Linked DNA regions of Mus musculus: all the other regions are linked to region 1. A link is a contact called in public ChIA-PET and promoter capture Hi-C data. All regions are on one chromosome and are shown on one strand. Each heading gives the region's core, a stretch centred on a gene start, on an enhancer-like site or on the middle of the called end of the contact. The rest is flanking DNA. Distances are from core to core; before and after follow the strand shown.

Region 1 (5,046 bases), core at 1,637-4,136:
ACAGTTTAAGGGGATACAGACCTTCCTAGAGGAAAGTCATGGGCGGGTGGCTCTGTGGTTAGTGGGAGTATGCGGCAGGACGCCTCACCTCCCTACACGTTGGCAGAACGTGCTCACGTTTTTTTTTCTAGAGCGATATACTCAAGGCCTTGTAAAGCTTTCAAGTAGAGAGAGGTCATAAGTGGAAGTTCAGGAGGCTGTGACCTACATGGTGCACGACAGAGTCCAGGCTATGATTTAGGACTCTTTGGGCTACCACAAGGTATACAAACCACACAACTGATATCACCGAGAATGGTAAAGATGCTGATGGTGAAGCTAGAGTAGAATGTGGGACACAAGACACGTATCGGCCTTTCATCTAAGCCATAGTACTTCTAAGGAAAAAATGTGCAGGAAACAAAGCTGATAATAGCTACAACTACCAAGGGAGAAAAAAAAAAAAAGCTACACGCCCTCCTCCAAAGAAACATTATTTGTAACAAAAGTTCAGACTTGTAATATTAAATCCAGCAACATCGTGGCCACAAAGCAATATGCAATGGTGGGAGCGATAACCAGTGGGCTGTTTCCTAAAAAGCACCATCTGCTAAGTAATTGTGTTAAAATGCATATGAGAAATTGAATCAAATAAAACTAATTTCAGTAAACCGGAACTGGAGCAGTTTTAGCATCAAACAGCCTAACTTTACCTCTTGGAAATTTAAAATTCAGAAAGTAAGTGGGCTCCCTGGAATTCTCTGTCAAAGTCCATTAGTAGTAACGAGTCATTTGCTGAAGATTTATATTCATAATGTCACAGGCAGTAACGGGCAGAACACACATCTAGGCTGAGCTCTTAGACTGGGAACCTTTCCCATGAACACATTTAAAAACTTAGAAAATGAGATCGTGTGCTTATCCCAGACAACCAAGAATACGTCTCAGAATCCAGTGAGATGGCACATGCTAAGGGTTTCTGTGAAGTTTAAAATACTCAGTGCCCTTCTGGTAATAATAAAGTTAGTTCTCAGATTAACCTCATTAACGATATGTTCGAGGAACCATAACATCCCATAACATCCCATGTACAGAGCAGGAGCCAGAGGAGGGGACACACGGCTTGCCCAGCCCTCCTTTAGGAGCTGTGGTGGCAGAACCAGTCCCACGACTGATAGAGGGGTTGCTCTCAGAGTTTCTAGGCATGCACAGTAAACACTTCCCTTTTCGACTTTCATGGATTCAGGTTTCTTTGTAAATCATCTCTTGTTACTAGCTAGTTATCTTGTAGAAACCTCTGTTTCTGGCCATAGGCCATCCTTCAAGTGTGGATTCAAGTTATCTCCCAGAATCTGTAGGGGGTTGGTTACAGAGCTCAACTAGGATTCCAAAATGTTCAGGTTTCTTATATGATTAATATACTATCTTCATATAAGCAATGCATACCCCTTACTTTAGGGGTTATTTTAAGTTTATTTTGTATGTATGTGTGGTATGTATGTATGTGTATGTATGTATGCACCACATATGGGACTGGTGCCCTTCGGGGACAGAACAGGACATTGAAGTCCCTACACTGAAATTATGGAAAGTTGTGAGCTGCCATGTGGGTGCTGGGAACCAATTCCAGGTCTTCTGCAAGAATAAGCACTCTTAACTACTGAGCTATCTTTCCCACCCAGCATATGCCTTTATTTTTAAATCCCTCTCCCCCTCGTTTATATGTTAATACGAATACATTTTTCCCCCCATTTCTCGCCTGTGATTGCTTGAATCTGCCAATGTGGAACTCAAGGATACGTTGGGTCAACCATACTTTTATTGTTGTTTTGAGACAATGTCTTGTAATGTAAGCTGTTGCTGGTCTAGTACCCATTACGCAGGCAGGCAAGCCTCCAACTCATATCAACCTTGATTTAACCTCTGAGATTCTAGGATTACAGATCTGTATCAGGTGCAGATCTTTTGATATTTTAAGAGGATTTAGGGAGGGGCATGAGTTAGATCTACCATCCCGAACCATAAATATTGCACAAATGGTAGTTTGACTAAATGATGAGATATACTAAAAACATTCAAAGGAAGTAGACTCTTGAAAAACACCACTTAAGTATGACTAACAGCAGAGAAATGAAGTCACAGCGAGCAATTAGCAGATGTAGAGCAGTGGACCTTCAATACGAAAAGGTGATTCTGCTTGATGCTCACTATCTCAATTGAAGTGAAACCCGATTACATAATGTTGTGTTAGAAGTTACCTAGTGGTTGATCTTGGGCTGATTTAGGGTTGGAGGCACACACAGAGATAGAAGAGGAGGAAGAGGAAGAGGAGAGAGGGGAGGAGGAGGAAGAAGAGGAAGGGTAGTTTTAGAAAGCAAAGAACAACTCTAGTTTGGTTTTATTTATTTATTGACTTATTTTATTTATTTGGGGTTTGTGACAGCAGGCTTCTAGAAGTCAACAGGAGTCTGGTCTCTCTCACCATGTAGATTCCAGTGGGTGAACTCAGATCTTCAAATGTGGTCAATGCCTTTATCCACTGAGCTGTTCTGAGCTCCTTGTTTTAGCTTTAAGGATTTAGTCTGTGATTGTTTCCTAAGGAATGCAGTTTCCAGAAAACATCAGGCTCCCTCAGCTCTCTTTTTTGAGACAGGATCTCACTTTATAGCCTTGGCTGGCCTCGAACTCGAGTCTACTTGCCTGGCTCAACCTCCCCAACACTGGGATTACAGGCGCACCACCTTGACCTTCAGTACCTCAGCTGACCCCAGCCAGATGGGCTAAGGCTGTCGGGCCACCTCAGGTCTCTGGGCAGCCCTTCCAGGAACACGCAGCCCGCCCCCCGGCGCGCGGCCGCCGATTGGCCAGGACCGGACCGGGCGTGACGTCAGGCCCCGCCCCGCCGCCCTTCGACCCCGCCCCGCGGGGTGGGCTGGCAGTTTAGTCTAGGGCAGCTGAAACCGGTTTGAGAGGCGGCTGTAACTGGGCTCCTTGCTTCCTCGGGCCACCTAAGGGAGCGCTGGCGAGGCGCTGACGCTCGGCTCCGTCGGCCGCGGCCCAGGCTCTCGGCGCGGCCCGGAGCGGCAGGTGAGGGGGGCCGGCGGTGCGGGCGGGCGCTCACGCGGAGGGGCGGGCGGGCGGGCGGCCTGGTGTTCCGGAGCCGCGGTGCGGCTGGAACCCCGGCTGCCACGCGCGGCTGCGGTCCCACTGAGCGGCGTGACCCAGGACAGCCACGGAAATCCCGGGCGGAGAATAGGGGAACAAAGAAAACGGCGGAGCTGGAGCCCAAGCCCTCGGTGCCTCCCTTCCTCCGCGCCCCCTCAGTCACCTCGCGCCCGCACTGGTGACTCGCGCGGTTTTGACAGCTGCTTCTTTCCCCAAAGTGCCTAGAAATTAGTGCCCGCGAAAGAAACTCCGGGTGACAGTACAGCCGGGCGGGGGGAACCCAGGGCTTTGTGTAGCTCCTCGTCCGTGCCCTCGGTGACGTTTTAGGGCTGCGGTCCCCTTGGCGTCGCCGGCTTGGAGGCAGTGGCTGCCCCGTGCTGCTTCATCTGCCGGGTCCGGCCAGAAGCCCGAGGGCTTGGAAGCCTGGAGTTTGCCGGTTTCTAGCGATTCTCTGACTCTGCAAGCAGCAAGCATGGTCGGGTCTAGAGTCCCCTCTTATACTCCTGTCCCCTGCCACTCTGGGTCTCCTGCCCACTTAACTCTGCCCTTCAAGCTGCTGCCTGCTACATTTCTAACACAATAAGGAAAAGAATAAATACAAGCTGTCAGCCTCCCCTCTCTCCCAAATTGCTCAGTGTTCTAGAAACACACAGCACAAAATAAAACTGGTAAACCCCATGCAGTGGCTTACATACTAGGGGAAATCAGTGTTCTAAACAAAATTTAAATCTGTAAAGAGAGATACAGGAAATTTGCACCCGGAGAACTGGTAAACACAAGAAAACTGAATAATATTTGGTGTGTATAAAAAGTTGGTGGGTGAGTCAACTATTTGTATATAATAAAAACGTGTAATAAATGCATATGAAAATGATATCAACACGAAATGAAAAGCATTTGTAAAAAATCCCACTGCATGTCTAAAGATGATGAGATGTTAATTTGGCTTAAGGACTGTCCAAAGGCTAATGCCTTTGCTTAATGAAAAACCCATTCTTGTCTGCATATGTTTGATTAAAATATTAGCTGAAAGTATATGGAGGTCTGAGAAATGGGGCCATAGTGATCCCCCCACTAACACGGGCAGACATCAGTGTGGTCACTTAACCTGCTTCTTAATTATAGGATATTCTGAGAATCTGCTAGAATCGAGGAGAATTAGAAACAGCTTTTTTTTTCTTTGAAAAGTTTTAAAGGAAAACACAGATGTTCTTTTTTGGCCAGAAATATGTGCTTTAGCTAAAAATACCCACTTTCAGTTCAGCTGTAAGCTAAATGTTTCTGTCCCTTTGGGGTTAGCTTAAATTTCCAGTATGTTTCTCAAGCTGATAAACCAGCTAGGTCTGAAACTAGCTAGGTCCACAGTTGAAAACATTCAGCAAAAAAGAATAAACTTTTTTGTCAGGAGGAACTGTGAAAAGTTTTGATGTCAGTAAGTTATGGTGGGTGACATTTAAAAACTCCTTGAGTCTTTTAACAAACTTCAAATGGGCCAGACACAGGCTGCAATGCACACTTTTTTTTTAAACAAAAAAACAAAAAACAAAAAAAACCAAAAAAACAGCCAGGGCGTTGAAGTGAGATCCAGCCTCAAAAATAAGTAAGCAAATTAAATTAACAGCTCAAATTTACCTAAACGTGCTGTGTAGTATATATCTTTAGGTAGTACAAATTGGGAATTGCATTGGGAAAGGAATTACCAAAGCCAAAACAACAAACTCCGTAGTGAGGCGGTAGGTGAGCTGGTTATCTGTCTCAGCCGGGTGTGCAGTTACTAGCAGTTTTTACTCTTACCTTTTATGTGTATCTGAAAGACCTCCTTCATCCAAGTTGGGATATTTTTGTTTGTTTAGCAGAAGAATAAAGGTAGATGTAAACTTTGAGATCCTCAGTAGAACAGGT
Region 2 (5,046 bases), core at 1,421-3,920, 430 kb after region 1:
TCAAGGGTCTTGAATGTTATGCTTTGGAAGAGACTAGATTCTGTTTATCTTTGCTGGGTCATTATTTAGACAAAGGGGCCCCAAAGGATTCTCAGAAGGGATGTCAAATGGTCAGTTGTGTTTTGAGATGATAACAAAGATGGTTTTGGGAGGCAGCTCTTAAGAGGTTGGAGAGTTAAAAACAAGAGACGGTATCTGCAGGTACAGAACACTTCCCCTGTTCAAGCTGACTGCAGGTGACTGAGTGGACACAGCGTCAAAGACAACTTCAGGGTTTGGGGTAGCAAAAACAGAGAACTCAGATAAAGAACACTCTGTGAAGGAAAGATGAGACTAGGGATGACTGCAGTGCAGGGGAGTGGCTGGTTTCAGGACCCCTGGCCCCAGGGCACAGAAAGCTTCAGCTAGGCTAGTCTGGTAATCTTTATATACACTGTTTGCCTGTAACCTACAGAAACCTCTCTAGACTATTGTACTTCCGAAGGCAATGCAAATACCATGTAAATAATTGTGTTCTGTGAAGGACAGAGAGACACAGGGAAGGCTCTGCATACATTCAGTACAAAAGTGCCCTAAATAATTATCTTGGCACTATCAAATCAGGAATCTCGCCAATGCTTGGAAAGTTTTGATCGACAGTTTTTGACTCGGTACATGTACACTCTGGGGGGGGGGCACACACAAATGGGGCATTTATAGTTTCTGGAAACATTTGGGAAGTGTGTCTAGAAGTTCAGAAATGACTGGTCTGGAAAGAGAGGTAATGGGGGAAGAGGGTGGTGAGAAGCAGAGAGCATGGGGAGCCTGAGGAGAAAAGGGCATCAAGGGGACCAACGTCTTTAGAAGCCCACACCTGAGAAATCCTTCCATCACCAACCTGGGTGGAAAAGAGTGGGACAGTCAGGAAGGCTGAGTGGCTTTATCACATAAAAACATCTCCAGGAGGGGGTTAGTCAATGGAATGTTACTAAGCCAAGGAAGGAAAAAAAAAAAAAAAAGATCTGTAAACAGGCAAAAGGATTTGGCACTTAGAAGGTCACAGATGACGTCTGAGAAAGCGGGAGACTGATGGTGCTTTATAGTGCTTGTTGAGTGCGGAGGGTGGGGGAGGAAGAGATGCAGGAAACCAGGGAGGGAGGGGGGAAACCCGGAGTGAGGTAGTGCTTTAGGATTGGAGGTAAAACTATAAAGGGGGAGTTAGGGAGTGGGAGACAATATATATGGGGGGAAATGAAGAAAAGAGATGAACTGAAAAGATCAGGGGTTCTTGATCTTGGAACAGGCCTTCTATTCCAAAAGGTTCCATATTGTGGAGCAGAACACACACATTATGTTTTTAAGGGTGGCTGGAAACTCTGGCATAGAAAGAGTTGTGTGCTTCTCTGGTGCTGGTTACAGAATCATCTCTTTTCTTCATCTTCAGTGAAGATGAAATACTAACCTATGGTCTTCCAGGGTATGCTGGATTTTACAATTCAACTTACTGTTTTTTAGGGTTTTTTTTTTTTTTTTTTTTTTTTTTGAGACAGGAGTCTAAGTAGCCCAGGCTGACTTCAAATTCATCGTCTTCCTGCCTCTGCCTGCAAAATGCCGGGATTACAGGTGTGCACCACTAAGCCTCACTGGTTTTATTTTAGTGTGAGACTTAGAGAATTATATATTGATTCTCTCAGCTCGTCCGCACTAGCCTACTTTATAAAATGCCCGTCTTTGCTGGTTACGGCATGCCTCTATTGATCAGTGTGCTACCAGTCCTCAAGACTGCCAAACATAAACAATTCAGGAATAAAATCTGCTTTTTGTTTTTAAAGATGAGGTCAGCTGTGGTCGACCATTCTTTATGGCTCTCCGGAGTTGCTTGGGGATGAAAGGAATTACTGGGTTAGAAAAACAACCAAGACAGTGGTTTCAAGATGGAAGACAGAAGAGAGAGCTAATTATTAGGGTTTTGTTTGTTTTGGTGGAGGTAAGAACGTGGTTTAGTTACAAGTTAGTATCTTAGACCACCGCCTGCAGCATCACCTAGAAACTTCCTGGAAATGCAAATTTCGAAGCCACACTTCAGTTTCAGCACCGCTGGGGGTGGTACCCAGTTTTAATGATGCCCCCCTGGGCAAGACTGCCCGGCCTAAGTGCTATGTGTTTATTGACACGCGGCCTTTTGACTCACAGCCTAAGTGCCCATCCAGCAGGCATTCCTTGGGGGGTACACTTGAGAAATACAGAATAGCAGGTTGCCCCCAAACCCGCTCTATCAGAACACACGCCCCAGAGAAATCAAGCCTGGTGTGTCTTCTCCCGCGTCAGCATAAGCAAGGAGGCTCTCTTTCCCCAGCGAGTTCGGAAGCCTGACGGCCCAATTGGATACGCCGCGAAATTGCTTTAAAGCGGGTTACCCACTGAGCCGGGTACACTGCACCCCTCTCGCTGTCACCCCACAGCTACTGCAGGGCTTGGGGTCCTGCAGGGTAGAAAGGAGGCTCTGAAGGGGAGAGCCTGCGAGCGTCGAGCATCCTAGGCGGCCCCCCCGGAGCAGGTGTGTGGGGAAGGGTCTGCGGCTCGGCGCCCCGGGGCGCGCGGGCGGAGCCGGGGGTCGGGCGGGGAGGGGCCGGCGCGCGGGGCGGGCGGCTGCGCGGCTCCCGCCCCCGGCCCGCCCCTCCGCGGCGCCATTTTGCAGGCGGCTGCCGCGGGGACCCAAGGCGGCGGCAGGCACTGCGGCGCGAGCGGTGCGATCGGCGGGACGCGAGCCCAGCGAGCTGCAGGCAGGTGAGAGCCGGGCCGCCGCGCCCCACGCCCCACGCCGGGTCCGCGGCAGCACCTGCCGGCAGCCCCGGTTGCTCGCCGAGCCCACGAGGCCGGCCCGCGCGGCCCCCGCGCGCTGTCACCCACCCGCGGCGCGGCCTGCGCCCCCACGCCGGCTCGCGCGGCCCGGCGGCCCCGGCTGCAGTGTCAGGCCGTGCGTCCCCGGCGCTCACTGCCGCCCCGCCGGGTGCCCCCGGGACAGCCACCGTGGGCTCGCCGTGCTGCGTGGCTTGCTGCGCGCCCCTCCCCAGGTGGTGCGCCCCGCATCCCCGCGCCCGGGGATTCAGGGTCAGCCCGAGGGGCGGGGGATGGCGGTGCTGTTTCCAGTCTGGCTTCCTTCCCTCTTTGCGGAAGGCGACACGGAGTAATTTTAGATGCCGCTGCACCAACCTTGCGACCTTTCACGCTGGCCTGCCCCGCAGGGGTCCGGGGTCGCCTTGTTGCCTGCGCTCTTGACCGAGAAATTGACATTGGAGTGTGATAACTTGAAGGTGAAGAATTGTCTTCATCGTTTGGCCGGAGATGTCCCATTAGATGTGTAGCCTATGGGAACTCGGCCTTCATTCCGGATGAGGGGCTTTAAGCGGGTCTGATGGGAAACTCCTGATTTTCAGCGCAAGGGGTGAGGGCAAGTGCACAGGGAAGAAAGTTAGCTTTTTGAAGGCTACTTGGGGTTGGGGCATTTGTAGTAGCTGTTAGTCTGCTTTTTGCGGTGCTGGGAGACCGGATGATGGCGAAGATGCTATCCCTTCTGACGCTTGGGTCCTCTGAACTAAGGCGGCCAGGGATGTGAGGATCTGGTATCTGAGTCCTGAGACAGCCTGGTTTGAGCTGTCATTAACTGGCCATGTGACTTCCCTTAGGCAGTTTTCTCCTTTCTGAAGGCTAGGCTAGGTGGCTGAAATTTTTCTGTTTTTTGTTTGAGTGCTATTGGGCTGAGGCCTCACCTGCTCCGTTTCTCTCATCTGCCCTTTCATCTTGTGTGACTTTGCTGGCCTGCTCCTTTAAGGTGTTTGACTCTGGTGAAGTTTGTGAGAGGCCTTCTTCACCTCTTAGAAGTTCAGGATTCTCTGCTGGGTTATAGTTGACCTTATCAGGGTCACTTTAGAACTACTCTCTATGCTTAGCTCATCCAAAAGTTAATAGCTTTGGGCAGTTGAGGCTGTCCACCGTGTTAGCACTCATGACACACCTGGTAGTTAGTTAAAAGGAGGCCCTGAGCATCCTCAGGCAGACATCAGCGAGGCATGAGGTATCTGTTCTCTAGACAATGTCTTTTGCTCAACTGTTAACTGATTCTTTCTTTTTATACCAGAGTATTTCCATCACCCCGACTCCCACCACTGTTTTATTCTTGTGGGAAGTAATTTCTGTAAGAAAGTAGGTGTTTGCCCGGCGGTGGTGGCACGAATCCTTAATCCCAGCACTCAGGAGTCACAGGCAGGATTTCTGAGTTCAAGGCCAGCCTGCTCTACAGAGTGAGTTTCGGGGCAGCCAGGGCTACACAGAGAAGCCTTGTCTTGACCACCACCACCTTAAAAAAAAAAAAAAAAAAAGGGAGGAAAGAAAGTGGGTGTTTGAGTGGCATTTTTTTTTTTTTTTCTTTTTGTCCTGGCTGACCTGAAACTTGCTCCAGGCCAGCCTCAAAGTCAGGGAGAGCTTCTAAGGTCCAGTTTAAAGTTCCACCCCTTGCCCCTTACTCCAGATACTTGCCTGGTACTTAGTTTTCTGAGTATGGCACATTATGCTGAGATTAAAACCTCTACTAAAAAGCAATTAGGCTGGGTGTGGTGATGTAAATGTATAATCTTAGCAACTCAGCCCAGCTGGTGGAGATGGGAAGAAGACAGGCCAGCCTGGGATAAAGGGCAAGGCCTAGCCTTGTAAAACTACACAGAATATTGATTTATTTTGAGACAAGGTCTTTATATGCAGCCGCGGCTGGCTGGAATTCATAGATCTACCACATCCCAGTAGTGAGACTAAAGGTGTGTGCGTACCACCATGTCCAACAAGAAAGTTAAAAACAAACTAGAGGGCTGGAGAGATGGCTCAGCAGTTAAGAGCACTGGCTGCTCTCCCTCCCCCCCTTGTTTTCTTAAATTACAGGATCTGGATTTAATTCCCAGCACCTACACGATGTCTCACAATCATCGTTAACTCCAGGGACTCCAGTGCCCTCTTCTGGCCTCTGTGGTATGAACACTGCACACACCTGAGACAGCACGCTCCGGGGACACCACC
Region 3 (5,046 bases), core at 1,600-4,099, 330 kb after region 1:
GCTACACTTTTTTTTTTCTTTTTTAAGTTTTGCTAGCTAGCCTGAGCATCAGAATTACACACAGAAGTCTGAACTAAATAGGATTTTTAGGGTTTAGTATAGTGAAATTCAGAGTGCTTACTGCAAGTATTTAAGGTAAATATAAGGTGTTACTTGGCCTCTGCATGAATTTAAAGTAAATGAAAGTGTAAGAATTCGAACATAGATAAACACACAACCCAAGAACTAGTTCTTAACCTTAATCTGCTGAATTATTTCTACTTCCATATCAACTTCAGCTCCTCAGTTCTCAAATACTGACATGTAATTCATCAGTATTTGTCTGATGTGCAAGCATTTCCACAACAAAAGAAATTAAGGAATTTTTCAGTATCCACATGTTCAAGGATTGGGAATTGAATAAAATTGATAATCATACAATGAAGACTGGTTTACTGTCCCTTAGCTTGCATTCAGCTGTTGGTTCTTGTTTTTGGAAGTGGTTATGTGTTATCTTCCTCTCTTCATGCATTCTTTGCAAGAGAAGTATGTACAATCTGAATAGGAACAACTTTCTCCTTTGTTTTGATTGCTTGGGGTGTGGCTCTACAGGATGGGCAAGCTAGACTTTTTTCTTCTTTAGTCAAGGTTTTCATCAACCCTTCCAAAATGATAACTATTTGTTTTGCTTTGTGGTATAATACCGTGATCTAATAGTGTGAGTTTCTGATGTCTACAGTGAGCCTGTTTTCTCCTCTAGGTAACCATAGAGATGAATGAGCCTGTTCACCTAACGTTTGCTCTGAGGTACCTGAACTTTTTCACAAAAGCCACTCCACTGTCTCCTACAGTAACACTCAGTATGTCTGCAGATGTGCCCCTTGGTAAGATGATAAGTTTGAACATTGTTTTGTAATGTGGTATTTATAGTATTCGGTGGTTTAATTTTTCCTGTCTTTCAGTTGTAGAGTATAAAATTGCTGACATGGGACACTTAAAGTATTATTTGGCTCCCAAGATTGAAGATGAGGAAGCATCTTAGGCATTGCTAGAAATTGAGAAAACTAAACCTTTGAAGATTGCTCCTGAGATGCCAGCGTGTCCTGAGGTCTTTTCTGTCACCAAGTTTGTACCTGAGTATTCTTAAATATTAAAATAAAATATGTAGATATCTTCTGTAAATAACCTACTTTCTTTTCTCTCCATTCTCCATAATTTGCTTAAAGAATAAGCTCCAAAGTAAAAACTAGTTTTGTTAACATGAATGTTTCTGCTTTACAAATACTGGTGATTTTCATCAATGATCTTGACGCTAAATGCAGTTTTAAGAAATATTGTTCAATTTAAATAAAGTTAACAATTTGAAAAGTCATAGAGCAGTGCCGCCTTTGTACCATGGCTACTGAATAGTTATACCCTGTTAGGTAAATGGGCTTTTGTTCTCTCTTCCATCGTGGAGATAGCAATAAAAAAATGTTTCTCTTGAGTTTATGTAATTACGTTGTGCAAAGTTTTCTGGTAGCCTTGTTTGGGATGTAGCTCTTTTAAAATACAACTTTAATGGCAGTGCAGGGGGTGGGGTGGATAAATCTCTCCCTAGGCCAACCAGGACTACATACAGTCCATCTTGAGTGAAGCAAAGGCCCAAACTTCGTGGCTACTTGATCCAAGAAGGGTTAAAAAGGCCCTGTGGTTTTGATCATGATATGCTACATAAAACTAAAGAATATTTGAGTATATTTATTGTGTATGTGTGAGGCTCATGTGGGGGTCAGGACAATTTTATAGGAATTGGTATACCCCAGCACCCTGGCTTCCAGGGGTTGAATGAAGTTCTTCAAGCTTGGTGACAAATTATCCTACCTCCCCTCTCAGTTTTTATGTGTGTGTGTCTTTTGCAGGTATGAGTGAGCATGCGTGTGTTAACCTGGTTTGGTGTGGGGAACCATTTTCAGTTCTTGCTATATTTCAGCAGGATCTCAAACCATGGCTAGTATAGAGCCTGTTTGCTCTGTTCCGGGAGGCCACATTTGAAGGCCTTTAAATACTAAGCTCTATCTGTGGACCCCAAGATATTTTTCCTTTGTATTTCATGTTTGACAGTATGTAGACAATACAGCTTTGTTCTGGGAGGTTGTTGGTTAGAGCTCATGCCTAGTAGCTACAACTGTTCAATACTTTGAGCCAATTAAGTGCAGAAGGAAGTAGCCTGCAAATACTGCTCTCAGAGAACTCTGGAGTGGTGGGAATGCTTTATCAAGACGTCACTTTCATGAGGATGAATGTTAGAACTCAGCTGTGTCTGGTAGGTAGGACACTTACCTGGGTAGTGTTTAATAATCAGGTAGTAATAACAAGATTTTGGGGCTGTGAGAACGCTAATTAGTGAGTGGTGACCAGTGTCAGCATAGGGGTGTTTAGGACAGGGCAAGATTCCTGGTGGGTATCCCTTGTCCACCCCTCTGGATACCCAGGACTCTGCTGTGCACCGATGTGGCCATGGGGTCAGGACTGGAACCTCAACAGTTTTGCTGTGAACTCGATCCTGGTGGGTGAGACCCTAAGTACGCGCCCGCCCACCCTATGGAGGTAGCAGGTCCTGGTCACCAGGGCAAAAGCAAGCCGCTACCCGGTTGAGCATGGTGGCATTCGCCATTTGTCCCAGGCAAACCTTATGTTCGAGGCCAGCCTAATCAGCATCCTGAGTTCCAGGACAGCCTGCGCTACGTAAAGAAACGCTACCAAACATAAAACAAGACAGCAATGAAGCCCTCCAGCCATGTGCCCTGGAAGCAAGATTCGATGACACGATTTCCTGGTGACAGCACTTCCGGTGCGCCTCTATCCGCCACGTCACTTCCGCTGGGCTGTCCTTAAGACCGCCCCTTCCGCTTGGCTGTTGAGCGAGCCTTGCGAGCGCGCCTAACGGAGAACGGGGAGCGCAGCGCGGGTAGGGGGCGGGCGCGCGCTCCCGGAAGCCAGCCGCGAGACCTGGCCCTGCCACCGAGGCTGCTTCCCGGAGACAGTTAGTTCACGTTGGCGGCGGCGGAGGGCGACGAGAGGTTGTCCACAGCGCCACGCTTAGGTCCTTGTGGGCCCGGGAGGGTGGGCAGAAATCGTGGTGGGGCCGGTAAAAAGTGTAGCAGAAACTTGGGCTGATAGTTTTTTAAGTTGTCATTTACTATGTGATAACGCCACTCTAGAATCCCTTGCTAAGAAAAACAAATCTTCCCATTTCGTTGTCGTGCTGCAACGTTTTTGTTTTGGTGCGAGTTTATAAGTGGAAAGTACATAACTTTATAACTTGTAATACAAATCAGGCATGGTTTAATGCTTCGAAAATCCTGCTTATTGGTAGCTTCAACTTTTAGATATGAGGAATTAAACATGTTATGGGATGGCAACATCAAAAACCTAGTACCTAAGGTTTAGAAATGTAAATGGATTCCCGTTGCTCCTTTTTAGTACTTCTGAACTAGGATGTAATTAACCAAAACGCAGAAACACTTGACACCAGTTTTTTGCATGCTAGTTACTTAAGGTCGACTGTAATACCAGTGTCTGGCAGCTCATTAAGATCGAAAAAATATCACATGCCATTGTGGAGATTATGTGCAAAACATCACACCAGTGAAGGCCACTTAGTTTTCTTCTTAAAGATGGACTTTTTGCGTTTAGAATTCAAATGCCATTGCAAATAAAATAGTCTGTTTTGTTTACATAATTGTATGACTTTATAAAGAATCCACACATTTCATTTATGGTAGGGGAGAGTGTCTGGTCTTCCTATGTTGCCCAGACTGGCCTCCAACTTCGTATATCCACACCTTTCTTCCCAAGTAGTTGGGATTAGAGTAACCTACTGAAGTACTGAGCTTAAATTTCAAACTTTTAAGATTTAAACGTCATTGCTTTTAAATTTTACCTACTCTCAAATAATTCAGTAGTTATGATTTTTATTATGTCTGTCTGCTTTGAATAGTTTGAGTAAAACGGATTTTTAGATCCGTTTTTTCAGGAGCTACATGATGTGGAATGTAAACTCACTTGTTTCATGCTTGGGATGGGAGCAGAGAGGCAGGTGGCCGTGGATGTCTAGTGTGGTATGGATAGCCAGGGCGTTTCCCACATGGATAAGAATTTGTACATAGAACCGTACCACACCTAGAAGTAGACACGATGCTGATGTGTGTGTCATTCCTTATCCTCCTCCTCCTCCTTTCATGGCAGACAAAAAAGTTATGTGAATTTATGCTCCTGAGGAAAGTTAAGGGGTAGGCAGTACTGTAAGGGAGGGGTTGAAAATGTGAACATTGGACTTTAGAAAATTAGGCCAGAAACATCGGTAGCAGATTGAACAGAGCCTGATTCTTGGTGAAGTGCCTTTGGTGTCTTTCTGTGAAGTCAACCTAGATCCATAAAGGAAGCATGCTTAGTGTGTACAAGAAGTGTCGGGTCACCGTAAGCAGTGAAACGCCTAAGCTACCATGGGTAGCATGTGGCACAGCAGCTCGGAACAGTATCTGACATCCTTTCCTGGGCTGTACTGGGACTGCTGCAGACAACAAGTCTTTCCCTTTCAGACTAGCTGTGTTACTCTGTTATGATGCCGTCTCGTACCAACCTGGCAACTGGACTCCCCAGCAGTAAAGTCAAATATTCAAGGCTTGCCAGCACAGACGATGGCTACATTGACCTTCAGGTAACATAATCAATCAATTAAAAAAATTGGCTACTATCTGGACCAGCAAGAAACAAGCTGATTTCCAAGCTCTTTTGAGCCCCAGCTTGGAGAGGGGATCTTAGCAGGGCAGTTTCAGATATCTGCAGAGTTTTCCATTTCCAGTTTCAGTTGAAGTGCTAAAGCTACATAGTTATAGATTTTATTTGACTCATCCAGAAAATTCTTTGCTGACATCATGAGATGCAGATACAGATATTCTTTATGGCAAACAAGAATCTAAGCAAGTAAGTTTGTGTCCTCTCCTGACCAGTATTGAGTAGGATTAGCATCTCCTGTCCCTGAGGATAAAACAGCCTAGGTGACGCCTGAGCTAAGGAAGGAGT
Region 4 (5,046 bases), core at 1,640-4,139, 290 kb before region 1:
TCTTTTTTGGTTTTTTGAGACAGGGTTTCTCTGTGTAGCCCTGGCTGTCCTGGAACTCACTCTGTAGACCAGGCTGGCCTCGAATTTAGAAATCCGCCTGCCTCTGCCTCCCAAGTGCTGGGATTAAAGGCGTGTGCCACCGCCATCCGGCTATTTTTTCTTTTTTAAAAATCTAATTATTTGGGGGCTAGAGAGATTACTCAGTGATTAACAGCACTGGCTGCTCTTCCAGAGGTCCTGAGTTCAATTCTCAGCAACCACATGGTGGCTCACAACCATCTATAATTGGATCTAATGCCCTCTTCTGTCATGCAGATATATGCAAATGCAGTACTCACATACATAAAACACATAAATAAGTATTTTTTAAAGATTTAATTATTTGTTTTTATGTCTGTGCACCACAGACATCAGAGGATATGAGATCCTCTGGAGCTGGAGTTACAGATCGTTGTTAGCCACCACATGGGTGCTGAGAACTGAGCCCAGTCCTCTAGAAAAGCAGCCAGAGCTTTTAACCACGGGGCCACCTCAGGGGAACATTGTGAACCTAAAAGCATGACTTAACTGACTTGTGTGTGTGTGTGTGTGTGTGTGTCATTTCAGCTGCAACTTGAGTTCCTTTGGTCCTTGGAATTCCTCCCAGGTCTTGTCCGTCAGTCTCTTTGGCAACCCTCTCATTTGCAGCTGTGAGCTGGCTTGGCTTCTCGTGGATGTCAACAAAACTGTCTTACACAGGTAACACATTTACCAAGTAGATGGCTGTGAGGCAAGAATCAGCCTTCCAGAGCTGGACCTGCCCCAGCTTGTGTCTTGTCCATCTGACCATACGAGCACTCACCCCAATGTAGTCATGCTGGGGGGGATGGAGACTCTGCTTGGAATGCAGCTAGCCAGAAAGGGCAAAGAACATGGGACAATGGACTTAGAAGCGTTTACAAGGAACAGGCTGCCAGATGCTTACCATTTCCACTCTGTTCCCTGGCCAGCAGTTTATGGGCAGGCCACACCTAACTGCAAAGGAGGCTGGGAAATGTAGTCTGTGGGCCAAGCAAGAACAATTGTGCCATCTTTCCATTTTACAGACAAAGGAATAGAGCCCAAACAAGTGAAGCACTTGATATCTTAACTCATGTAGCTGTTAGATGTTGCAGGCAGTATTCATCTCCATCTCCACCTGTGCTCTTAATGACTAGGCCCTTTGACCACCCAAGAGGCAGCCCAGCTCTTGACCATTCAGCCTGAGGCTAGTATGCTTACAGAGCTTTCTCCTGGCAGGAAACCAATTCTCAAGGTATCTCTTGGCTTAGTAGAGCTTTTCTCTAAGATACACCAGGGGATCCATACCCAAGCAGGTGTGAGAAGATGGGTGCTAACAATCTAGGGATATTACTTATCGTGAGCACTCCTAGACCATCCCCACCAGCTAATTGCTCCATTTTGGAATCAACCATCCTCAAAAGTCCAGCTGTGGTGTGGGGCTCCTCACTTCCATTCCCTACTTTGTTTCCCATGGTTATCGCCAAATCCCTTAAGAGCCAGGGGCTAACCATGATGTTAAAAAAAGATGTTGAGAGCACAGGCTAAAGCCAGAAAGTCTGGCTTTGTTCCACTTCCTACTGTAGATACGGCTGTGCTCTGCCATTTGCTAGCTATGACATCTTGGGTAGTTAGCTCCTTCTTCCTATTTCTTGTTTTGCCCAGAAGGGATGAAGGGACTTCCTTCAAAAGTTTCCTGGGCCAATAAAACGATGTTACCAGACAATATCAGATAGAGATATGTTGACAGAGGAGACACCCCACATTAAGGATTCCAAAGCTTGAAATCCAGGTATCTCCTAATGAGTGGTTTCCCTTACAGGGCAGCTGATACCATGTGTGAGCCTGCTTTAGGATCCACGGGCCCCTTCTCAGGCCCTCTCTCCCTCTCCCACCTGTCTAATGTGTGCAGGTCAGACCAAAGCACCACCCTCCTGCCTTCAAACCCAGGCCGCTTCGATCATTCAGTTTTTGCACCACGGATACAGGGGCCTTCCATTGAACAGAGCACGGCCTTGTCTGCTCAGCCTGGAGGAAGCCAACAAAATATCACCAAGGTCCCTTCCCTCACCATGACTTCCCCCACACAAGGATCATGGATGTATAAAGATGCTTCAGAGGAAACTGCCCAGTCCACTAACTCTGAGCTAGTTTATAGTCCTTCCAGGGCTCTGCCTGGTGCTGCCAGTTCTGGGGCAGAGCAGACTGCCACACATATCCTTGAGCCTAATATTTCATCTGCCTCTACCCCATTAGTCAGCAAGTACCTTGAACCCTTGCCTACTTCACCAAACCCCAGGAGCTTACCTCAGACCAAGCAGAGGACACAAGCCACGCCCAGGGCTCTCCACACAGACCCTCCACAGGATGAGATTCCAGTTTTGCTGTTAGATGATGACAGCGAGGAGGAGGAGACTCGGGACCAGGTGGCGGCACCTCCCCAGGACGTCTCTTGTGAATACCACCCCTGCAAGCATCTGCAGACCCCGTGCGCAGAGCTGCAGAGGCGCTTCAGATGCCGTTGCCCTGGTCTCAGTGGGGAGGATACCACTCCAGACCCTCCCACGCTGCAGGGGGTGTCAGAGGTGACTGACACATCAGTGCTCGTCCACTGGTGTGCCCCCAACTCAGTGGTGCTCTGGTATCAGATCCACTATGTGGCAGAAGGACGATCTGGGAATCAATCCGTAGTGGACATCTATGCTACTGCCAGGCAGCACCCCCTGTACAAGCTGACACCTGGCACCACCTACCATGTGTGTGTACTGGCAGCCAACAGGGCTGGCCTGAGCCAGTCACAGACCTCAGGCTGGAGGAGGTCATGTGCCACTTTCACAACCAAGCCCAGCTCTGTGGTCATCTTCTGGGGACTGTGTACCGCCAGTGGCCTGTTACTGGTTAGCACCCTGGTGCTGTCTGTGTGTCTCTGGAGGCAGCGCTGGAAGCCACACAGGCAGTTCTACGACACACACCTGGTGGCCTTCAAAAACCCAGCCAGAGCTGAGGAAGTAACTCAGTGGGAGTGACTTCCTAGCCTGTACAAGGCCTTGGGTTTATCCCCAACATCCAAATCAGACACATTTGAGGCCTTGATTTTCCTTCCAGCAACCAGATTAAACAAACCAGCCTTGGCCACCTGCAGAGGCTCCAGAACTTCAATTATCCCCGTGTCTCCTATTTGAAATACATCTGCATGCAGAAACATGCTGATGCCTAAGGACAACATGAGCTTCAAATTCCCTGAAGCCACCATGTCTCAGGCTCACACAGAACTACACTGTGTCCTCCTCTGTTGAAGGAATGAGTGTATCACCCTTCCTCCTATAGTTGTTCTCACTACGCCTGTCTTACTAGCTCCTGTCATTCTGTGACATCCTTTACATTGGTCAGTACTCCGTATATCCCTCAGTACCAAGTGAGATACTACACTGAAGGAGATGGGATAACAAAGCAGTTGTAAGAAGGAACAACTCCTTTAGAAATGCCATCTCTAAGTTTCTTGCATGGACGTTCCCTTGTGGCCCGATTTTAGCACAATGAGTTCTGTTGGCCTTGAGCTGATAGCCAAGGTAAGAGCTATTGTTGGTTTGCTAAGGCCTTCTGGATTCTTACTTGTATTTCAGGGTGTGTCAAAACATGTATTTCCAGAGTTACAGTTAAAACTGGCCTTCTGGTAACATTTGTGAGACACAGGCAATTTGCTTCCAAGTCTTTCTGTATTTCACCCATGTTGGTCTCAACTTAGATCCTTCTGCCTCTGTCTTTCCAAATGGTGGGATTATAAACATTTGGAGCGGAGGCAAAATTGAACTCACAACAGTGCTTATTTCTATTGTAAGGAAAAGTTGTTTGAATTCATCTCTCATCTTCAAAACAGGCTGTAGCACAAACACCATGCTGCAGACAGCAAGTTTATCAAAGCTGAACCTGAATATGAATCACACTATACATTTCTAAGTGGGTTATCCAAGCATGTTTTCAACATTCTAAACTGTATCCTTATTCTCATCAAATATATGCCCAGGAGAATTTGAAAGATCTCTCTAAATCCCACTTTAAAACTTACAAAGGCAGTGGAGTGGGAGTGGGTGGGGGAGCACCCTCATAGAGGCAACGGGGAGCGGGGGAGAGGGCAGATGTGGGATGGGAATTTGTGGAAGAGGAACCAGGAAGAGGGATATCATTTGAGAAGTAAACGAATGGAATGATTAATAAAAAAAAAAAATTTAAAAGAAAGTTACAAAGGCCAAAATGTGAATTAGTATTAAGTCCTAACACATAATTAAATGGCCTCAGTGTTTCTAGCCTACTCTCAAGAATGAGTCTATTCTATGGAGACACTTAATAAATTTGCCAATTTGTATACATAAATGTATATTCTAATATTCTCATTTAAATAAAATTCTAGTATGTTAAATGGACAGGATGTATTTTGTAACAATTCAATACAGAAGATCCTGAGGGCATTTGGACTGTAAGAGTAGATACAGAAAAAGTGTGTTGACCAGAGCTAGGTCGAAAGCCCTTCATTCTAAGGATACTATGGGTTAACAATAACTGCAATAAGCTAATATAATTAAACGGAGTAAACATCTAATTTCCTCCATAAGCACTCTGCCACCTTTTTGACATTTCTCAATCACCATCCTGGATGCTCCAGCAGTCCTTCCATCTCTAGCCTCAGCAGCTCTCAGTTAGAAAACTGTGATGGGAGAGTTGAGGCAGAGGCAATGGCCAGCCTTGCCCATCTTTTCTCTTGCCCCTGTGATTCAGTTGTAGAGTTTAGTATGTTCTAAGACTGGGTGGCTACATTACTTCTCTACTGCTGTGACAAAACACCATGACCAAAGCAACTTACATAAGGAAAGGGTTATTTACTTGTGGTTTCAGAGGGTAGGAAGCTGGCAGCAGGTAGGAACGGCAGTTGGAGCTAAAAGATGAGACAGTTCAAATCCTGACTCACAAGCAAAAGCAGAGAGCAAACTGGGAATGGCACGTGGCCTTGAA
Region 5 (5,046 bases), core at 1,068-3,567, 290 kb after region 1:
GTTCTGAGAAACCTGGAGCTCCAAAGAGTCCCAGAAGCAACTTTCCACCAGGCACTGTCAGCAGCAGACTGGAGATGACAATCCCAAGAAAAGCTGAATGCAACATTAACATGGCTTGTCAACGATACTTACAATCATCATCAAAACCATTGGTCCCAGGTAAATGATAATGAAGAAAAACGCGATCATGGCCAAAGTCAGGATGCCTCTCACCCACCAGTTCTTCCACCTACGTAGAGAGAAAGATCTGTCAGGCACAAGCCAAGGAGGTGGGACTAGAGGCCCCTAAGTGTAACCCTCTCCACAGCATCACCTCAGCAGAGGCACAGCTGGTGAGGGCAAGACCTCAGCACCACTGCCTGCTCACATCTGTCACTCAGCAGGTGCAGAAGCCACTAGCACACTCCTCAAAGCATGGCGGCAGTGCAGGGAGAGCCAGAGAGAAGGTAGTGTCCTTCCCTTCTGTGTCTGTGGCCACTTCTTTTTTTTTTTTTTTTTTTTTTTTTTTTGGTTTTCTGAGACAGGGTTTCTCTGTGAATCCCTGGCTGTCCTGGAACTCACTCTGTAGACCAGGACAGCCTCGAACTCAGAAATCTGCCTGCCTCTGCCTCCCAAGTGCTGGGATTAAAGGTGTGTGTCACCACTGCCCGGTACTGTGGCCACTTCTATCTGAAAAGAGGAAGCTAAAATCGGTTTCCCTGCAGCTGGCTTCTACAGAGCATGGTCCTGAAATCACAATGATAACAGCTGTCTTAGACCACAAATGCCGACTGCCACAAATATGCACCAGGCTTGTCTACAAGAATATGCGGCAACCCACCCCACCATCAACACAACAAACTGGATAGGTTTTAATTCAAATGCATTTTTAAATCAGCACGTAATATCTGTACATATTATGCTGAGAAATGAAAACAGACTCCACGGCAAGCTAGTGGTAAGGCTAAGGATTCACGATGCCCTACCCACGGGAGGGACACAAGGACACAGGGACACTTTCAGAGAATGCTTTGCAATCTCATGATTTATGCTTCTCAGGCATGCACACAGCTGTTGTTAAGAGGACTGGTTTTGGGGGCGGGGGTCAGGAGTCTTAGACTTCTTAGTTCTTCCTGGACTGAAGGAAATGTTCACAGTGGGTGTACATGGAGGAGAGAAAATAACCTTGAGCCGCAAACCCTAAAAGCCTGTCTTACCCAGCAATGGACACATGCACACTAAGCCAGGTTACCTTGAGGACAGGTTGGAAAGGGCCCTGTTAAGGACCTCTGGGGTGTCATCTACGGAGGTTGGTAGGGGAGCTGTTTCCGCTCGGCTCTCGCTGTCAGACGCTGTCTCTCCATCTAGCTTTGCTTCGGACTCTGATTCCTACACAACGCAAAAATAAAGAGCAAAGGTCAAAACTGCTGGGGAACTACTAAAAGTGAACAGTTGTCACAGGAGATCCCATTAAAAGAACTCAGTGCACTGGCATAGTGAGGTGACAAGATAGATGGGCCACAGTAATCCTGACAGTGTTCTGACATGAGTAGAGACAGGGATGCCATACCCAATCTGTCAACAGCCCCACACCGTGGACCCTGGAGGAGGTATAAGAAGACAGAAATGGCCTCCAAAGAATGCAAAGAGAGGAGGCTGTGACTGACTTCTGAGGGCCTGGCCCTGAGCCTGCCATCGTTTAAGTATCCCAGGCTCACCCCTATGTCAGCCTAAGCACGCAGAAATAGCTGTCCATTTCTGAAAACCCTGCTCCTCCTGCACCTGCACCTAACCAAGGGGAAGAACCACGGCCTCTATCACCACTGACCAAGATAGCTGAACACTTTGATATTCTCATTTTATGAAAGGACTCAGTAAGGGTCCCCCTCATCCTTAGGGGTTCCTTTGTGTGTTGTCTTGTTTTACAGTACTGGGAAATTAAGCCTAGGGCCTTGTTCATGTAAGACCAAAACATTATCTACCACTGATCTATATCCTCCGGTCCAGTGTAGGGATTCCCTGAGGAGAGAGAAGCAAATGGCGCCAGAGCTGTGTCCCACTCCACTGTCAGGCTTTAAACACTAACACCTCCATGACTGCTCCTCTCAGAGAAAGTGAAGTCCTGGCACCAACATCAACTTTCCATTCGTTAACATTTACACTCACACCTTACTGGCAACCTGTAGTAAGACTAGATAATAATGCCACGTGGTGGCTATTGTAGCTCTGATCCCTAAACCTCAGGGCTTCAAACTGTAAGCACCTGCCCTGCCCGACCTGCAATCCACCCACAGACACACTCTAGGAGCATCCAGAAGCCACAGAAACTGAGCCAAGCATCAGAGAAGGCCCAGCACAGGGTTATTTTTAACTTATCTATCCCGTTGTCAAGGAGACTCACTGAGACTGCTGGGTTCCTAGGCAGGAAAGGACAAAAACAAAGGCTAGTGATGGGGGGTGGGGAGAGAAGGGTGAGGGTTGGTTTACGGAGAGGATGCTAAGAATCTCTGGCCATATAAGGTGGCATGTATCTACAATCCTGTGATTTCAGCTCCCAAAAGGATGAGGCAGGAGACTGCATTGAGTCTGAGGCTTGCATGGGTCTACAGCAAATTTCCAAATCAGTCAAGGGTATACAGTAGAAATGTCTAAAAAATAAAATAAGAAGTCAGGAGGTCATAGTGGCACACACCTTTAGTCTCAGCACTCAGAAGCTAGAGACAGGCGAATCTCTCAGTTTATTGAGTTCCAGAAAAGCCAAGACTAGATAGAGAAACCCTGATTTAGAAAACCAAAAAATAGTCTCCAGTAAGTAAATAAATAAAATAGTCTTTTATGGACCCCAAGCCTGACATACATCTTCCCTGACCTGATTCTACTTCCTCTTAAAAGAAGAGGAAAGAGAGGTATCCTGAGGCTCAAGTCAGGAAAAGGATACAGAACTCACAAAGCACTATGGCTGCTGCCACTACCTCAGGATGACTGGGATAAGGGACCAAGACACGGAGTAAGTCTAGAAGAAGCAGGCCTCAAGGAAGGGAACTCCCCAGGTTTTACCAGCCTCCAATGAGCAAGCTCAGGAAGTCTCTGAAATAAACACCTTGGAGCCCTTCTTAGGAGTACCGCTAGGCAAGAGGCCAATGCCCATTCAGGCTCCTACCCACAGCTGGGAATGCTGAAGCTGGCCACCTCCGCTACTCACCCTTACAGCCAGGCAGAGGTCAGGACCAAGCACACCAAGAACCTAGAGCCTGCAGTTTTTCTGGCCTCTCCTTAACCCACAGGCACCTCCTTCCACTCAGGATAGCTGTCAAAGGGAAGCACCCCACAGCAGCTTCCATGCTGGGCTGAAGACAGACCTGAGCCCAAATTCTGGCCCGTAATAAAAGCAGCACATACTGGGCAGAGAGCTCAGAATGAGGGACTGGAGGGCTTGCTCTGCGGTGAAGAGGGCCTGCTCCCTCCCCTTCCAGAAGATCTGAGTTCAGTGTACAGCATTCACATCTTTCTGTTACCCCAGCTCAAGAGCTCGCCTGGCCACACCAGGGACCAACACACATGCAGCACCCACACACATTGTAAGTGTTTGCTTGCTTGCTTGCTTGCTTGCTTTGAAGTCAGCAGTGGAGCCGAGAGGACGGCTCAGTGGGAAGACAGCTGCTGTCAGGCCTGATGGCCTGACTTCATTCTCTAGTATACAGAGAACGAGAGCCAACTTGCAAAAGGTTGTCCTCTGGCTTCCACACACATGCCTCCATCCCACAATAAGTAACTAAATACACATTTAAAAAAAATAACAGCCGGGCAGTGGTGGCCCATACCTTTAATCCCAGCACTTGGGAGGCAGAGGCAGGCGGATCTCTGAGTTCGAGGCCAGCCTGGTCTACAAAGTGAGTTCCAGGACAGCCAGGGCTACACAGAGAAACCCTGCCTCCCCGCCCCCCAAAAAAAACCCTGAAAACAAAACAAAACAAAAACAATTCAGAAGTACAGGAAAACTGTCTGCAGCAGGTGGCAGCTCTAGTCTGGGAAGGAAGGCTGGGTCATGTTCACCACACTTAGCACAGGTCTCCTTCTCTGGTCCTCCATTAGGAAAAAGACTCCCTTATCTCACACAGTTAGAGGAAACCAGGGTAGCTATCCCATCAGCCGCTCCTGCTCCCACCTCTCAGGAACAAACAAAACACACAGGTCAGAAGCAAAACAAAACCTTCAACAGCCGGCCAAAGTGAGCACCATTCCCAAGGGGTGGGGGGAGAGAGGGAGAACTCTGGGCTAGGCACTTTACAAATTACTTGAATGCAGAATTTGCCTGGGTGACCTCATTTCACACAAGCAACCCAACCAAAATTGAAGACCCCTTAAGGCACTTGTGATGTCTAACAAACGCAGGCTACCTGTTAAAGCAGTCACCTGCCATTCATGGTGATGTTGCAGGTTAACCTTGGCAGTGTGTACATTGCCCCTTTTTGCTTTTATTGTACAGTCAGTACTATAAAATTTGTTTTGAGTTTTATAACTTTGTAGCATTTTAGATAAGGTTGTGTTTGTACTTGTGTAGAGTGAAAGGACTGTTGAATAAAACCTAGGATTAGAATGCAAAAAAAAAAAAAAAAAAAAAAGAATGCATGTGTGTGCTCACTCTCCCCTGGGATGCACACAACACAATTTGCCAGTGTGTATGCCAGAAGTGAGGGCCTCATCCCCTTCAGATTTACTTGGTTTTAGTTTACGTGTCTGTGTTGGTGTTTGTTGTGGGAAATATTTTTAAAATTCCAAACATTAAAAAAAAAAAAAAGGGCACACTCCCACCCTTGAGCCGGTAACTTGGAGGCCTGGCAGGCCATAGCTGACCTGCTTTTATCTCAGGGAGACTGACTCAGAACTCCACAACCTCTCCACCCAGCTCTCTAGGTTCCCACTGGTGTTGCTTCCACACCAGCCCCATATACTTCAAATCCCCCATGGCCTTTGTGGTGCACCTCTGGCGAACCCTCACTTTGCTGCTGTACCATTCTCTCTTGAACCCAGACGAGCTGCGTGAAGGAAAATGCAACACAGACTTCC
Region 6 (5,046 bases), core at 992-3,491, 270 kb before region 1:
ACCCACCTACCTCATAAGAAAAGGCATTGATACTAAGAACCCGACAGAAAGCGTGTCGGTGTAGAGGAATAATATGGTGGTTGTTGGAGGCAGGTGGAGAATACTGTCACTGAAAATTATAGAACTTCAAATTCTATAGGGACAATGGCCAAATCAGAAGCAATACAACCCTCTAAGCTGGAATCTTCTATTCAAGTAGGACTACGCTATATAGTTGTATGAAAACAAGCTCATTTCACCCAGGTTCAAAGATTAGAAATGTTCCTGAAATTTAGAAAAAGTATCAAGCTGCTGAGACAGCTCGAGATTTGCCCTGACCTTTGTATGTGTAATGAAAAGAGTAAGGCTATTGACCACACTGTGGAACAAAGTCAAATACTGACCCAATATTACAGCAACTCACAAAAGCTGGGAAGAGAGAAAGGTAGCTAGCTCAGGGCTGTGCTAGAAAGCAAAAGCCATCAGACTATGGCGGCACACGCCTTTAACTTGGGCACTCAAGAGGCAGAGGCAGAGGCAGGTGGATCTCAGAGGACAGCCTGGTCTACAGATTAAGTTCCAGGACAGCCAGAACTACACACAGAAACCCTATCTCAAAACTAAAACAAGCAAGCAAAAGCTGAGAATGAAGAGCTCCAAAGTTAGTCTAACACACTGAAAGAGCATGACTAAATAGAAAGCTGCACCCAGCCTCCTCACTTCCCTTGGTAAAGACACAACACAACTACAGCTGGCTACCAGGCCAGTAAGTGAGCCTGTGCCCCACAAAAAAATGTTCACCGGCTGGCATGGTGGTGGTGCAGGCCTTTGACCTCAGCACTCGGGAGGCTGCGGCAGGTGAATCTCATGAGTTCGAGGCCAGCGGATCAAGTTCCAGGACAGCCAGGGCTGTTACACAGAGAAGAGCTGTCTCGAAAAACAAAACCCTACAAAAAGCTCATTAATATCTAGTTATTACATTTGGACATTTGTGAAAGTCGACAAAGCTTAATCTCAAATTACCCAACCAGATAACCTGTGGCATACTCGGCCAACTGTGCTGGGAAGGGCTTCAGCCAGGTTGAGGGCAACTTCAAAGCATCCGGCGGCGTTCAATCTCCAAGAGTTTTAAAGCTAGGCCTGAAGCTGTGACCCCTGCCGGGGTGTGGCCACCTCAGCCCATGCTGTGTAACTGAGGAGAGCAGGGCAGTACAGTGGCCGCTGAAGACCTAACAATTGAAGATGTAATAATTGCATGGACTTGCTAACATGACATCAAAAGCTGGGCCACACTCATGCTCTGGTGTCACCTGCTTGGGAAGTTATCTTACCAGGCAAGGTGAACAAATCCTTCTGTTACGTCAAGAATAGTCTGAAGCTTTCTATAATACAAAGTTGAAAGATCTTTTCATTACAACCTAAGCCAGATAATTATCCTCCGTGATACTGCTAAAGACCAAAGGATGATGTAATCTGCACAAACGGACAGAAGGGCCGTTCTTATGGTTCCGCCGAACTTAACCCTGAAGATTCACTTCAAAAAATTAAAAACAGATTAACTAGACGAGCGATGGTTGTTTTTACCTATGCAACGTGTAGACACACCTCCCAGCAACGGGTGTGCACACAAGGGGATTACAGTGGGTTTCAACTTGGCCAGAGACTGTACCCGGCGGGGGACCCCTGAAGTTCACCAAGATCGAACGCCCTGGCTGCCCGTAACTTCCCAGAACACCGGGTGAGTGTCGCGACAGAGCGCCGAGCCCGTCACCTGCGTCCCGCCGACCCTCCCTCGCACGTACCGAGCTGGCGGCGCTCGCCGGGACCCATCGGGCGCTGGGGGCCTGCGCGGCGGCACCTCCTCCTCCGGCGGCGGGCTCCGGGGCTGCCTTCCCCGCGCCCGAGCAGTGGGTCCGCGGGCCGGCGCCGGGCAGCCGCAAGGCGAACGCGGCCGGCCGCAGCCGCCAGCGCTCAGCCAGGCAGCCGAGGCAGCAGGCCGCGGGCGGCAGCAGGGCCCTGCGGGAGCCGCCCCTGCCGAGCCGCGCCCCCGGAGGCCGGAGGGCCACGCGAAGAGGGCCCCACGCGCCGCGCGCCACGCGCCAAGCCAACATGGCCGTGTGGCCTCCACGGAGTCCAAGAGTCGAGAACTCAGACGCCCCTGGCACCGGCTGCCAGCTTCTCTAGAGAAGTCGAGCGGTGCCGAGGCCGTATGGACAGCTCCATACTAATTTCTACACTCTGGCACTTTCCGCTTATACAGGTGGCCTGAACCGCCAAGGGAGTCAGCTTTCACGACGTTTTCACGACACCCAGCCGCTCTGCTCACCGGCGCCCCCGCGCGGCAGCGGCGAGCACGAACAGCTAAGGCCCGCAGGTTAGGAAGACCTGACTAGTGAGTAGAGCCGCTAGTGCCTGCAGGCTAAGAAGAATGACAGGTAGGGAAGACCAAGAGCGAGTGCCACGTGGCCACAGGAAGCCACTTATATCAGGCCTGCCTGATGCCAAGTGGCCCGCTGGTGTGCATGGCTCTGTATTATCACTGGAGATGTAAAGCATTAGTGTTGGCATCAAAGTAGTTAAGTACCTACTCTGCTTCCTTAGCACTAAATGCATATGAATAGAGCAAAGGGAAATGTCAATAATAGCAATCACTAATTGTTTACTTGGGAAGTGCTTACTGTATGCGTTATAGTGTCATTATTTATCCTCTCAACAACTCTAACATGCCTTCTGTATTTGCCTTTACTTTTACAGGTACAGAAGCCCGTGGACAGGAGAAACCTGCTTATTCTAAGTCTGAATTAGAAACAAATCAGTTCACTGTTATAACCTTACCTAACCTACCATTTTGTTATAGATTTGAGCTTGAACCCAGGGCCTTGAATCCAGGTCGGGCAAGAACCAAACCAGTGAAAGGTCACCACGTGGTGATGTCTTGCAGTCTTTCCACTGTTCTTCAGCCCAGTCTGTGATGGCACACACTCACCTGGAAGTTGTTCGTAAAGCCCACATCACATTTGACGATTGTAGTCTTTTTTTTTTTTTTTTCCAAGACAGGGTTTCTTTGTGTAGCTCTGGCTGTCCTGGAACTCACTCTGTAGACCAGGCTGGCCTCGAACTCAGAAATCCGCCTGCCTCTGCCTCCCGAATGCTGGGATTAAAGGCGTGCACCACCACGCCCGGCTAAGGATTGTAGTCTTAAGGAGCTTTTTATCAAGATCATCTTTATTTTGTTTTGGTTTTTGCGAGAGGCCTAGACTTTTCTTTTTAATTAAAAAAGGAAGAAAGAAAAATGAAGAAAAGGAAAGAAGAGGAAAAGAGAAGAAAAATCTAAGCAGTGGTATGAAACAAAGAGAAAAAGAAGTAAAAAGATAAATCCAGGTGGCCGTGGTGCATGCCTTTAATCCCAGCACTTGGGAGGCAGAGGCTGATAGATATCTGTAAATTCCAGGTCAGCAAGGGCTACACAGAGAAAATCTGTCTCGAAAACAAAAACAAAGTCAGTTTCTGTTCATAATTAGAGTTACATCCCCTTGTATATAGTCTTAGCCTTAGTCATCCCCTTGTATACAGTGGTCTGATCGGCCCATTTTGGGATGGATGGGTCAACTGATGGAGCTGCTTGCAGCTAATCTAACCAGCTGACTTTGATCATATTTATATCAGCTACCACTTGGTTCCTTCAAGTCAGGGTTTAATATTTCTATGGTATTCTATGGCATATTATCCCTCATTTCATTTTCATTTTGCATTTACTATCAGTTAAATATTCGTTGTAAAATACTAGGATTTGCTTTATTTTGGTTACTCAGCGCACACTGCTTTTTGTATGTGTGTAGGTGTGGGGGCAGAGGCTGATGCTGAATGGCTTCATCAGTTCAGGCTGGCCAGGGAGCTTCAGGAAACTGCCTCTCCTCCCTCCACCCAGCGTTAGGGTTACAAATGAAGCATCCTTGGCTTTTTACATGAGGATCTTACTCAGACTTAACCAACTGAGCCATCTCCCCAACTCAGTTTTTGGGTATTTTGGTTTTTTTAGTTATTCATCTCCTGGTTTCCTGGAAGTTAAGTAACTAATTTCTTTTTTTTTTTTTTTTTTTTTTTTTTGGTTTTGGTTTTTGGTTTTTGGTTTTCCAAGACAAGGTTTCTCTGTGTAGCCCTGGCTGTCCTGGAACTCACTCTGTAGACCAGGCTGGCCTCGAACTCAGAAATCCACCTGCCTCTGCCTCCCAAGTGCGCCACCACTGCCCATAAGTAACTAATTTCTAATCAGTGTCTGTTAAATGCTAACGTGCTTATTGGCTATATATACAAAGAATGCTTTGGCTAGAGGTCCAGTTCCATTTGAAGACTCACAAAAACATGATGAATTCTGATTTCATTGGTCCTGCCTCCTTGAAGCAGACCACAGGAAACCCCTCAGCATGGGGGTTTCAGGTCCATGTCTCTGTATGTGCTTTCTCTTCTGAGGCCTGATGAACAGTGCTTCTTGCTGCTGCTCTGATGCAGCAGGCAAGCCATCCCTTTACCTTCTGCAGACACTCTTCCAAGTACAGGGATGGCATCCATGAGGCACAGAGGCAGAACACCTTAAGCACCATGGCAAGAGGCTAGTTTTATTTTACAAACTACTGGAAGCTTTTTTTTTTTCAGTTTTTTTTTTTTTTTAAATCATCAGCAGTCATGCAATTCTATAAATAATACTCCTCAGAAAAGACTTCTTCTTCTTCTTTTTTTTTTTAAGATTTATTTATGTGAGTGCACTGTTACTCTCTTCAGAGACACGAGAAGAGGGCATTGGATCCCATTACAGATGGTTGTGAGTCACCATGTGGTTGCTGGGACTTGAACTCAGGACCTATGGAAGAGCAGTCAGTGCTCTTAACCACTGAGTCATCTCTCTAGCCCCAGAAAAGACTTCTAATTAAGTCAATAAATTTCCACTACTTTCAAATGAGAAGCCAAGTCAGACCCACTGCCCATAATCATAAAGTTAAAAATGAATGAAGAGTTTTTGTGACCTGAACAATTTAGGAGAGCCAAAGTTTAATGTTTTAAGTAAAAGTT

The links. Promoter capture Hi-C pulls out the DNA fragments that hold promoters and counts their contacts. ChIA-PET counts read pairs in DNA pulled down with a chosen protein or histone mark. Capture Hi-C pulls out chosen DNA fragments and counts their contacts.
Region 2: a contact with region 1 is called in a promoter capture Hi-C map of pre-B cells, with 2.3 times the contacts expected there. The contact joins the promoter of Slc23a2 here to the promoter of Gpcpd1 in region 1. A contact is called at or near these places in 1 of 39 promoter capture datasets (pre-B cells) and 1 of 484 Hi-C or Micro-C datasets (muscle stem cells).
Region 3: an RNA polymerase II ChIA-PET map of effector CD8 T cells shows a contact between it and region 1, with 34 read pairs. The contact joins the promoter of Tmem230 here to the promoter of Gpcpd1 in region 1. A contact is called at or near these places in 16 of 39 promoter capture datasets (the 3T3-L1 cell line, the C10 cell line, the HPC-7 cell line and 10 more), 8 of 484 Hi-C or Micro-C datasets (CD8 T cells, double positive thymocytes, embryonic stem cells and 5 more), 5 of 115 datasets of contacts at active chromatin or transcription factors (the 230-238 cell line, effector CD8 T cells, extraembryonic endoderm stem cells and 2 more) and 3 of 9 other capture datasets (adipose tissue, liver and pancreatic islet).
Region 4: a contact with region 1 is called in a promoter capture Hi-C map of liver, with 2.1 times the contacts expected there. The contact joins the enhancer-like site here to the promoter of Gpcpd1 in region 1. A contact is called at or near these places in 12 of 39 promoter capture datasets (the 3T3-L1 cell line, 3T3-L1-derived adipocytes, the HPC-7 cell line and 7 more), 3 of 484 Hi-C or Micro-C datasets (embryonic fibroblasts, embryonic stem cells and liver) and 1 of 9 other capture datasets (adipose tissue).
Region 5: a contact with region 1 is called in an RNA polymerase II ChIA-PET map of memory CD8 T cells, with 21 read pairs. The contact joins the enhancer-like site here to the promoter of Gpcpd1 in region 1. A contact is called at or near these places in 6 of 39 promoter capture datasets (the C10 cell line, cranial neural crest, hematopoietic stem and progenitor cells and 2 more), 3 of 484 Hi-C or Micro-C datasets (cortical neurons, embryonic stem cells and pre-B cells), 4 of 115 datasets of contacts at active chromatin or transcription factors (the 230-238 cell line, heart atrium, memory CD8 T cells and 1 more) and 2 of 9 other capture datasets (embryonic stem cells and liver).
Region 6: a promoter capture Hi-C map of adipose tissue shows a contact between it and region 1. The contact joins the promoter of Crls1 here to the promoter of Gpcpd1 in region 1. A contact is called at or near these places in 24 of 39 promoter capture datasets (the 3T3-L1 cell line, 3T3-L1-derived adipocytes, the C10 cell line and 16 more), 10 of 484 Hi-C or Micro-C datasets (CD4 T cells, CD8 T cells, the G1E-ER4 cell line and 6 more), 5 of 115 datasets of contacts at active chromatin or transcription factors (bone marrow-derived macrophages, effector CD8 T cells, memory CD8 T cells and 2 more) and 4 of 9 other capture datasets (adipose tissue, embryonic stem cells, liver and 1 more).

Annotation. Positions count from the first base shown.
Region 1 is chr2:132,576,088-132,581,133 of GRCm38.p6, reverse strand. It overlaps Gpcpd1 (glycerophosphocholine phosphodiesterase 1), which reads left to right and starts at 2,886. Exons shown (of 20, transcript NM_028802.3): 1 at 2,886-3,066.
Region 2 is chr2:132,142,732-132,147,777 of GRCm38.p6, reverse strand. Slc23a2 (solute carrier family 23 (nucleobase transporters), member 2) reads left to right here and starts at 2,670. Exons shown (of 16, transcript NM_018824.2): 1 at 2,670-2,766. Gm14051 (a long non-coding RNA gene) reads right to left here and starts at 4,199. Exons shown (of 3, transcript XR_866753.3): 1 at 3,193-4,199.
Region 3 is chr2:132,245,591-132,250,636 of GRCm38.p6, reverse strand. It overlaps Tmem230 (transmembrane protein 230), which reads left to right and starts at 2,849. Exons shown (of 4, transcript NM_027478.3): 1 at 2,849-3,064; 2 at 4,563-4,681. The coding sequence starts at 4,583. Pcna (proliferating cell nuclear antigen) reads left to right here. Exons shown (of 6, transcript NM_011045.2): 5 at 740-863; 6 at 942-1,351. The coding sequence ends at 1,021.
Region 4 is chr2:132,867,719-132,872,764 of GRCm38.p6, reverse strand. It overlaps Lrrn4 (leucine rich repeat neuronal 4), which reads left to right. Exons shown (of 5, transcript NM_177303.4): 4 at 607-738; 5 at 1,862-4,249. The coding sequence ends at 3,065. Among named protein-coding and RNA genes, the nearest start is that of Lrrn4, 11 kb to the left of the region's middle. Within about 2 kb of position 2,889, at least 17 of the 459 cell types and tissues checked have an H3K27ac peak or open chromatin away from gene starts, as enhancers often do. A contact at or near this core is called in 3T3-L1-derived adipocytes and liver, where this site is marked.
Region 5 is chr2:132,289,567-132,294,612 of GRCm38.p6, reverse strand. It overlaps Cds2 (CDP-diacylglycerol synthase (phosphatidate cytidylyltransferase) 2), which reads right to left. Exons shown (of 13, transcript NM_138651.7): 2 at 1,232-1,368; 3 at 133-229. Among named protein-coding and RNA genes, the nearest start is that of Gm46766, 29 kb to the right of the region's middle. Within about 2 kb of position 2,317, at least 111 of the 459 cell types and tissues checked have an H3K27ac peak or open chromatin away from gene starts, as enhancers often do. A contact at or near this core is called in cortical neurons, heart atrium and memory CD8 T cells, where this site is marked.
Region 6 is chr2:132,843,861-132,848,906 of GRCm38.p6, reverse strand. Crls1 (cardiolipin synthase 1) reads right to left here and starts at 2,241. Exons shown (of 7, transcript NM_001024385.1): 1 at 1,782-2,241. The coding sequence starts at 2,090. Mcm8 (minichromosome maintenance 8 homologous recombination repair factor) reads right to left here. Exons shown (of 19, transcript NM_001291054.1): 19 at 4,710-5,046.